Linked DNA regions of Gasterosteus aculeatus: regions 1 and 3 are each linked to region 2. The links are chromatin contacts, called in public Hi-C maps. All regions are on one chromosome and are shown on one strand. The core of a region is the stretch at or near the end of the contact, and the rest is flanking DNA. Distances in the headings are between cores, read along the strand shown. Region 1 overlaps ppargc1b (peroxisome proliferator-activated receptor gamma, coactivator 1 beta). Region 2 holds the start of ppargc1b (peroxisome proliferator-activated receptor gamma, coactivator 1 beta). Region 3 has its middle 26 kb from the start of arhgef37.

What was found. A called contact is a pair of places that touch in the nucleus more often than the background predicts.
Region 1: a contact with region 2 is called in a Hi-C map of liver, with 2.3 times the contacts expected there. The contact joins the enhancer-like site here to the promoter of ppargc1b in region 2. A contact is called at or near these places in 3 of 6 Hi-C or Micro-C datasets (liver, skeletal muscle and tail fin).
Region 3: a Hi-C map of skeletal muscle shows a contact between it and region 2, with 2.3 times the contacts expected there. The contact joins the enhancer-like site here to the promoter of ppargc1b in region 2. A contact is called at or near these places in 4 of 6 Hi-C or Micro-C datasets (liver, skeletal muscle and whole body).

The regions. Positions count from the first base shown.
Region 1 is chr4:4,213,637-4,216,402 of fGasAcu3.hap1.1, forward strand. All of the region lies in intron 3 of ppargc1b (peroxisome proliferator-activated receptor gamma, coactivator 1 beta), which reads left to right. Among protein-coding and RNA genes, the nearest start is that of pde6a, 38 kb to the right of the region's middle. Within about 2 kb of position 1,480, at least 3 of the 9 cell types and tissues checked have open chromatin away from gene starts, as enhancers often do.
Region 2 is chr4:4,168,745-4,171,486 of fGasAcu3.hap1.1, forward strand. It overlaps ppargc1b (peroxisome proliferator-activated receptor gamma, coactivator 1 beta), which reads left to right and starts at 1,418. Exons shown (of 12, transcript XM_078101968.1): 1 at 1,418-1,569. The coding sequence starts at 1,489.
Region 3 is chr4:4,124,850-4,127,549 of fGasAcu3.hap1.1, forward strand. No RefSeq gene overlaps it. Among protein-coding and RNA genes, the nearest start is that of arhgef37, 26 kb to the left of the region's middle. Within about 2 kb of position 1,377, at least 2 of the 9 cell types and tissues checked have open chromatin away from gene starts, as enhancers often do.

The sequences.
Region 1 (2,766 bases), core at 230-2,729, 45 kb after region 2:
TCCCCCCCGAATCTCCCCTCAAGTATCTTAATCTGTGTCGATAACCTTGATGTTTCCCCTCGCCGGGTCCGCGAGGTTCAAAGTCCCCCCTCAACTCCAGGAAAACACGAAGTTTGACCTTTCCTCCAATCCTGTTTGTGTGCAGAGTGCGTCTGTGTGTGTGTGTGTGTGTGTGTGTGTGTGTGTGTGTGTGTGTGTGTGTGGCGTTCTGTATTTCCAAGTTGCACGCGTCCTTCCCGAGAATAGAAGGAGAGACGAATGGCGCCGGACTGAGGACGCGTTACAGATTCTTACTCAAACGCCTGCTGAGGAGTTTAGTTAAGTTTGGTTGAGCGACGACTTGAAGGCTTCTTTCAGGAGTATTTAACGGTCGGGTCGGTTTAAATGGAGCTGATGTGATGACGTCTGACGTTCTCAGCTTCAGGGCGGGCTGTAACTGGATCGCGTTTAGGATCAGGATCAGGAACAAACTTAAGGGAAACGACCAACTTTGTTTCCCCGCCCTCCCCCCCCACACACACTAAACCTCCGTCTCCATCACGCGGGAACCACAAACCGCCGTATCCCTCCACAGTGAGCGCCGTGCCCTACTTTCACTCCGCCGCCTCCGCGGCTTGATTGAAGCAGGAAGCTTTTTTCTCTGCGATAAATGACTCGTGATTGCTGCTGTTACGCGGCCTTATTGCACTTAATTCCACTTGAATCTCGCGGCAGAGGAGGGGAGCTGCTTGCGGGGTTTTTTTTGTGCGCTGCGATTGTTGTGGGAGCCGGATGCCCGGAAGCGTAAAAACTCAACGGAGCTGCGTTGCCTTTGGTGACGCGGGCGAATCGTACGATTTAAACAAAGGTCATCGAGGGTCAGTTTAGGTTTTGGAGGCGATCTGCAAAAAGACCACGTCTGGACATTTTGGTGCAGATATTTAAGTTCATCTCCAGATGAATTGTGAATTTTTTTTTTTTTCCCAACCATTAATACTTTGGTTCATTCCTCTCAGACTTTGGCATTAAGCTAAAGCTGGTTGAAACGTCCAGATCTTTACATTTAGATTTTGAATATACGGGGAACAAGGACAATAAGGGGCTGCTGTCACTTTCTTTCTGTCGCTATCTGCACGTACGCTGCATTATGACCAGAGTGAAGGCCGATCCTTCTAGATCGGTGGAAGCAACCTTGCCGTCCCGCCCCGGCACTGTGTGTGACCTCCCCCCTCCTCCCTCTCTCCCCCCCATCGGCTTGTGCTTTCTGAAATAGTGTTACAGTGCAGCAGAAAAGGCCTCGACTCCCCCCGGACGCGGAGCGCTGCGTCAAACCGCTCGTTGCCTCATTCCTCCTGACAGCTGGCAAGATAGACCGCTCTTCCCCAAGTTCCCCCTCACTCACTCACGTCTCTATTTTCCTGCACGCAACCACATACTACTACTACTATTACTACTACTATGGCTGTCAGTCTGCGGCTGCTCCCTGTGAAGTGGTTCTGTGGAGCGCGGCGTGCGGCGTTCGGCGTTCGGCGCCTCCAGGCAGGCAGTTTGGGACGAGTCGCACCTCCGATTGCTTTTTTTTCCGAGCTCCCGGAGATCGTCGTCACGTGAACCACTGATGAGAAGTACTGCTGTTTTTTTTTCAAAGCACCAGAAAGAAAAGTCACATTTTAACTTTTGCCTCTTCTTTTTTTTTTTTTTTTAGTTTGAGACATTCTCATTTTTACTCATGATGCGTCATGAGCTGTCACACTGTATTTATTACTCCCTCCACTTAGCCGCAACCCAGCTGTTCACTATTTAAATAGATGTTTCAAAGATTGTTATTGTCATTTACACACGCCCTGTGTATTGAAATTCTTGTGCTTGCCTTTCCGGAAAGCCGACCAATTTTAAAATTAAAATAAAAATACAATATTTAAAAAAATTTAAAAATGAGGTACGGATGAGGCAGAAATTAGGTGAGGAGGAAAAGTGCAAAACTGAGCAGGTTGTAAAAGAAAAAACTTAAATTAAATGAAATGAGTGCAATATAAATGAACAGTACAGTAACAGTGAGTGAAATCCTAACAAGCTAAAGTGCAGAGCAGTGTGGAGGTTATAGAGTCCTCTCAGCTGTTGATGGCTCTAATGGCAGTGTTTGGCCTCCTTCAAGTACATATATTTATATCAGCGCTGTTTTTCTTCTTCTTCTTTCTAAATACATTCACCTCCAGCGTGTCAGAGGTTCCAACAGGGAGCAGAACTCTTCCATCGAATGTGAATGTGCATCATGGCTTTTTCATTGTGTTTATATCAGTGGCAACAAACAGCAACCTGACATTCACATCCACTTACACAGAAAAGCCTTGTGTAACAACATCAGGGTGCTTACTCTACCGACGCTGCCAGATGTGTGTGTGTGTGTGCGTGTGTGTTTTTGTGTGTGTGTGTGTTTGTGCTCCATCCCTTATTTCCATCGGTGGAGTGGTTCACTGTCACATGACTGCTGTCACTCATGTGCTCGGTCATGAGTGTATCGCTGCCCTCTATTGGTGAGAGAGGAAACTGTTTGTGTTTGTGTGTGTGTGTCTTGTGTATTTGTGTTTGCGTGTACAAGCTAATCTGTTTGACATTTTAAGAGCTTGATTGGATTCATGTAAAAAAATACATTGTTTGTACATTTTTTGTGACCCATCACAATTTTTATTCCATATTCGAACATTAATTGAGTTCAAATTAGAATTTGAACCAGATTAATTCTACCACACAACACCACTACACTACACTACTTCTCTGCAAATACCT
Region 2 (2,742 bases), core at 168-2,667:
TGTTGTTGTTGTTGTTGTTTTTTGCAATTATCACTGAAATGTTTTCACCACATAAATGTCCTGAACACGCTGCAACAAAGTCTGCAACAAATGCCGATTTTTGGTGAAAATCCCAGAAAACAGAAAAACAGTTTAATTGTACGTTAACGGTCCGGCCTTCTTCAACAACACAAAAGATTATGGCATCAGTGTTGTGACAGGACCTGATGAGCTTCTTTCTTTTACAACGGCAGCAGCTAATTTTATCAGCTAAGTGACTGACAGAAGTTGGTTTGGCGGTTGCCTGGCAACAGTAACAGGATACAGCCAACACTTGATGTCCATGCAGGCGTCTGGAAACAAAGGCACAGCGGCTCGACGGGGATATTTTTTAGAGCATACAGCGCGTGTCCCAAGGGAGCAGGCTCGTTTTTTTTCCCAGATAATGTCTGAAGTCGATGGTTTGAACATCGAAGCACGGAAAATAGGATTACAGGAAACTCAACTTAAAAAACCTGCCCGCTGGAACAGTAAATGTAAACGCAGGATCCGTAAATTATCTGGATTGTTTTATGGGCCCAAAAGAAGACAATGCAACACCCCTCAGAATGTAAATAACAAAACGGCAACGTCATCGGGTCGCTTAGAACATATTTGGGAGAGAACTGTCAATCACACTAGCCCCGCCCTAAGGCATCCCCTACTTTAAGGTCTATTGGACTCTAAATGGATCACAATGTATTAAATGAACGTCAGGACTTGAAACTATAGATTGAGACCATAAACGTATGTTTACCATGTTTACTGAGGAAATAAATAAACAGAGAAGTACAGTCATTTTCTCATAGACCTCTATAGGACCAGAGGAGTCGCCCCCTGGTGGTCACTAGAGAGAACGACAGACACTTCCAGGGCGGCTTCAGTCAGCGGAACCAGACTTCACCAAATCCTCTTCGATGATCACCGTCATCACATCACATTGTGGTAGTAAAAGAAATTCAGTTGCAAGAAGCTTCAAACTGCATATACTTAAGATGAAAATGCTTGATTTAACAGGTGACTAAAGTTCACGTTGATATTTCCATCTCTTAAATGCATTGTAGCTGTCCCTCTGACGAGCTCTCTTTTTCTCTCTAACTTTTTAAGTGTCTCTTTGTACGGATTAACGGGATATTTTTATGTATTTTTTATTATTATCTTAAATAAAGAAATCCCTCCATTTGCAATCGACTACTACGCTGAATAATTCGATAATCATTACTTGATTCAATCACACTGAGGTTAAATTAATCCCCCTGGATCCACTGCTTTGACCCCTGGAGGCCCCCGGGTCCCCATTTAGGAGACCCGCATGGCTTAATACACCTCTTTTTGTGTTGTGTGTGTGTGTGTGTGTGTAAACAGACGCGCCCCCTGCAGGCGGCTCTCCCCCACTGCACCTCTTCCTCCTCCTCCTCCTCCTCTCCTATACTCCGCTCTCTGACTCCGCGGCTCCTCATTCACTAGAAGATGGCGGACTGCGCTCCACTATTAGATGAGGAACTCTCGTCCTTTGTCTTCAATTACCTGACAGAAAACTCCGGCAGCCAGGTAAGAGTCGCGCCCGGCCGGACGCACCGCAGCCCGGGCTGTCCGCCCCGCGGTCCGCCTCTGCACGTCCCCGGCCGCGGTGCGCGCTGCAGCCCGCTTGATGCGACGGCTCTCGCCCGGCTTGTCAGCAGCATCTCAGCCGGCTCAGCGCGACCCGGCGTCTCCGTGCGTGCGCGTGTGCGAATGTCTTCTGTGTCTTGACGTCTGTCTTTTTTGTTGTTGTTGTTGTTGTTGTTGTCGTTGGAGGAAATGCCATCGGCCCCGTCGGGCGTTACTTTAGTGTTCGTTTGACGGATTGAAAGGAGTCCACGTGACGGTGCCGGCGCGGGCAGCGGAGAGCAGCCGGCGTGTCGCTGCTCGCGGAGGATTATTTGGTATTCAAGGGGGCGCTTTGGAAACTTTTGACGCATTCGTGAGGGGAAGTTCGATGCACACGTGGTGCGCATCCGCGCGCATGGACCCCTCTTCAGGGGCTGTTATGATCGCATGGCATTACGACGCATATCGACAAAAACAAAACACGCGGAGAAAATACCGGCGTGCCCTTTTCTGGGATATTGTGTTTGTATTTATTATTCTCGCAAAATCCAAACAGTTTTCTTCAATAATAACGTGTGTGTGTGTGTGTGTTTGGGGAGGAAACACGTGAAAACATGCTTTGTGATGTTCTTGATCCACAGCGTAAGCAGCTTGCCGTGGCGACGGGGGCTTAAGTACGCTGCGCGCTGGGCATGTGCCCGCCGCTCCGCGCGCGCGTGGCGTCGCGTCTTAACTTCATCAGCTCCCACCGGGCGGCTCGGTGCTCGGTGGTCGTATCGGTAAACGTTACCGGGCGATGTCCTCCCCCCCCCCCCCACCCCCCCAGGCCGAAGCAGCCGAGAAAAGCCGGCGCGGTTCGGAGCTTTCGTAACCGTTTGCGTAATCGTTCGCGCAACGGTTACAAAACGTCAGACCGGTTCACACCGTCGGTCGTTGGCCGCGGCTAACCGGAAAGACGGCGGATTCTCCGGTCGTGTCTCCCCGGGGGGCTGAATAAGACTTCATCAACCCATGTTGTCTGCCGGATTTCGATATAAACGCCAAACTGGGTTCGGAAATCCCTTCAATTCCGGGATCCCCCGCTCACCGGCTCCCAGTGTGCAACGCTTAAAGCACGCGAATGCTCTTTGAAAT
Region 3 (2,700 bases), core at 127-2,626, 44 kb before region 2:
AGAGGAGTATTAGGGGGGAAGAGCAGGAGATGGAATGTGATGAGGGATTTAATGGAGGAGAAAGGTGGAGTTGCAGATGAGGTGTGGAGAAAGTTGTGGGTTAAGGGGGGTTGAAGGACTCTGTGGTGAGAAAAAATAAAGAGAAGATCAAAAAGAAGGAGAGAGAGGAGGTCACATTATCACTAAACCCATAAAGGCCGCGTCAATGAAAAGACGGGCGGACGGAGGTCAAAAGAGCGAAAAAACGAAGGAGGGGTAGCCGGACGCAGGGCGAGAAGAAAGGAGAGAGCAGCTCAGCAAAGGATTTCAGTATATCAATATGAAGGAGAGAGCTTAAGTGATTTTGTCAATCAGATGTTCTCCTGCTGGCCTTGACTCCCAGCTGCCCCTCAGACTCGTTTTTCATCCCTGAACCAGCAGCTGATAAAAGGACACGTTTCACTAATGAAAGTCCAACCATTTTACTGCAAATGACATACGTATAAAGACCACTTTTATTCCCATGTCTCTGCAGCAGACTGTAAAATGTATCTAAATGAAAATGATCACCTCACGATTCAAAAGCAAAGAGTGGGCCTCAGAAGATGAAGAAATCCAGGTTCTTTGGCCTTTGGCAGCACATCGTGATGCCACTGTTTACCATTTCTAAGACCTTGGATTCAAGTATTTAACACGCATCATACCTAAGAGGTCAGAAGGCATTCGCAAATGGAAAACAATAAACACATCTGCGGAGTGTGTGACTCACGTAAGGCATTGGGCAACGCGTAGGGACCATGACAATAAAAGGTTTATATGTGTGTGAGGGAGAATGTGTGTTGTCCAGGGAACGAGGTGCAACACGCTACAAACCCAGATATTTTTGTCCATTCAAACATGCACACACACACACACACACACACACACACACACACACACACTACTTTGACTGTGTGCTCGTAAAAGAGCGCTTTTCACGCGTGCACTCACACTCAGCAGCAGTGGACAGATGCATGGTGACAGGGCTGCAGAGCACTGGATTAATACACTTAGTGTTCCACATGTCACACTGGATCACTGCAATCATGAGCATTTCAGGCTTCTCTCTCTCTCTCTCTCTCTGATTACTTCTACCACCGCGGCCAGTCTGTCCATCCAGACATCTACTCAACCAGTCGGTCACCCAGCAAACATCGGACTGACAGCCCAACGGCCCCCGGGGGCGCCGGCCGGCCGCCCTGCCGCCCACCCGGCATTCCGACGCACGTTGACAACCGGTCATCAGAGCAGCTGGCCTCGCTTCCTGCTACGTTGTTAGTACAAAGCTAAGTCTAGGAGGAGTCATTTTGAAAAACCAGGGTGTCTTAAAACTCGCATTCTCTCCCCTGACCAACAGGAGCGCTGCAGAGCACGCTTGAGGGCGGGGCTACGGTGTGATCGACAGCTCCCAGGCTCTGCCAGAGACCAATGCACCCTGCTCTTTTCTGATGAGAGCGGCTAGCAGCACCGGCACCTAAAGTTGCTAAACCTAGCGAGGAAGTTGCCCATTCAGCAACGGTGACGGCCCCTCCCTTCAAGAGGCGGCATACCAGCCAGGCAGCCGACCGGGGAGCCGGTCATTCAAGGTCGACAAACAGCCCAAGGTCGGGTCCGCAAGAGGCCCGATGCCAGAAGAATGCTGCCGTCATGAAAACAATGTCATGTGCAAAGATCACAAGCCGACTCGCTGAGCACATGCGTGTGTCTCACGGGAACACTGGCGTGCGCGCGTAGAGGTGCAGACGGGAGGTCAGGGTCAAGAGGGGGAGCGGGCCGGGCACAGTAAAGCCGTAGCCTACTCGTGCCATTTTAAGGTCCGCCCTCGTTCGCCTCCTGGTGTTTATTTTAGAGAGCGACCAACGGCGTGACGATTTACTCGCCCAGCGGCCCTCTTTTTGTTGCTATGGGGCTTTAACTGCCTTGTAAACAACCTAAAAACTGTTGTTTTATCAGATCAGAGACGCTTCGTCCCTCAGCTGTTTTTGACTGGGTAGTAATAAAACTTCTGCAGCAATTATTTCACACCGAGAAAGCAGCTGAAGCCTCTTAATGAGCAGCCATCCTTCTGTAGGGCAAACTGTATGTTGGAAAGAAAGAGGCAGAAATAATATCCACATCACAGAAATGTTGAAAGTGTCTAAATCATCAGTATCAATTCTCCCTCCTCATGAAGCTTAAATGTACCGAGGTGTGATCCAGACTGTATGAACGGAACAAATAGTAAACGGCTATTTCTCACTACATGGGCCCCCCCTGTTTCCTGGTGCTGTTGGGTCATGGTCGACCTACTTCAAATCAAATCAAGCATTCGTAGAGTGCGGATTGAAATGTGCACAAAAAACAAGAGAGGCTCTTGTTTTCCCTCGAGGGCTTGTGTGGATCCCAAAATGTCATACGTATTTCAAGGATCATTCGTTTTTTTCCCTAATAAGTGAAAAGCATTTCCATTAATGCGACGCCGGATGTTTGCGGTGATCGAGTTGACCCTTCGCCAATTAAGTCTCGTTCAACTCCTAACCTTCTGCTGTTAATACCCGCCATGTCGCTTAAACAGCGGAAACATTGGACTTTGAATTAGCTGCTCCGACCTTCAGTTTCAGTGGATATCAGCCAACAAAGAGGAAGCAGAGTGGAGCTTGTGGATGTTTTCTGGACTTGTCATTTTGCTTTGTTGGTGTTTGA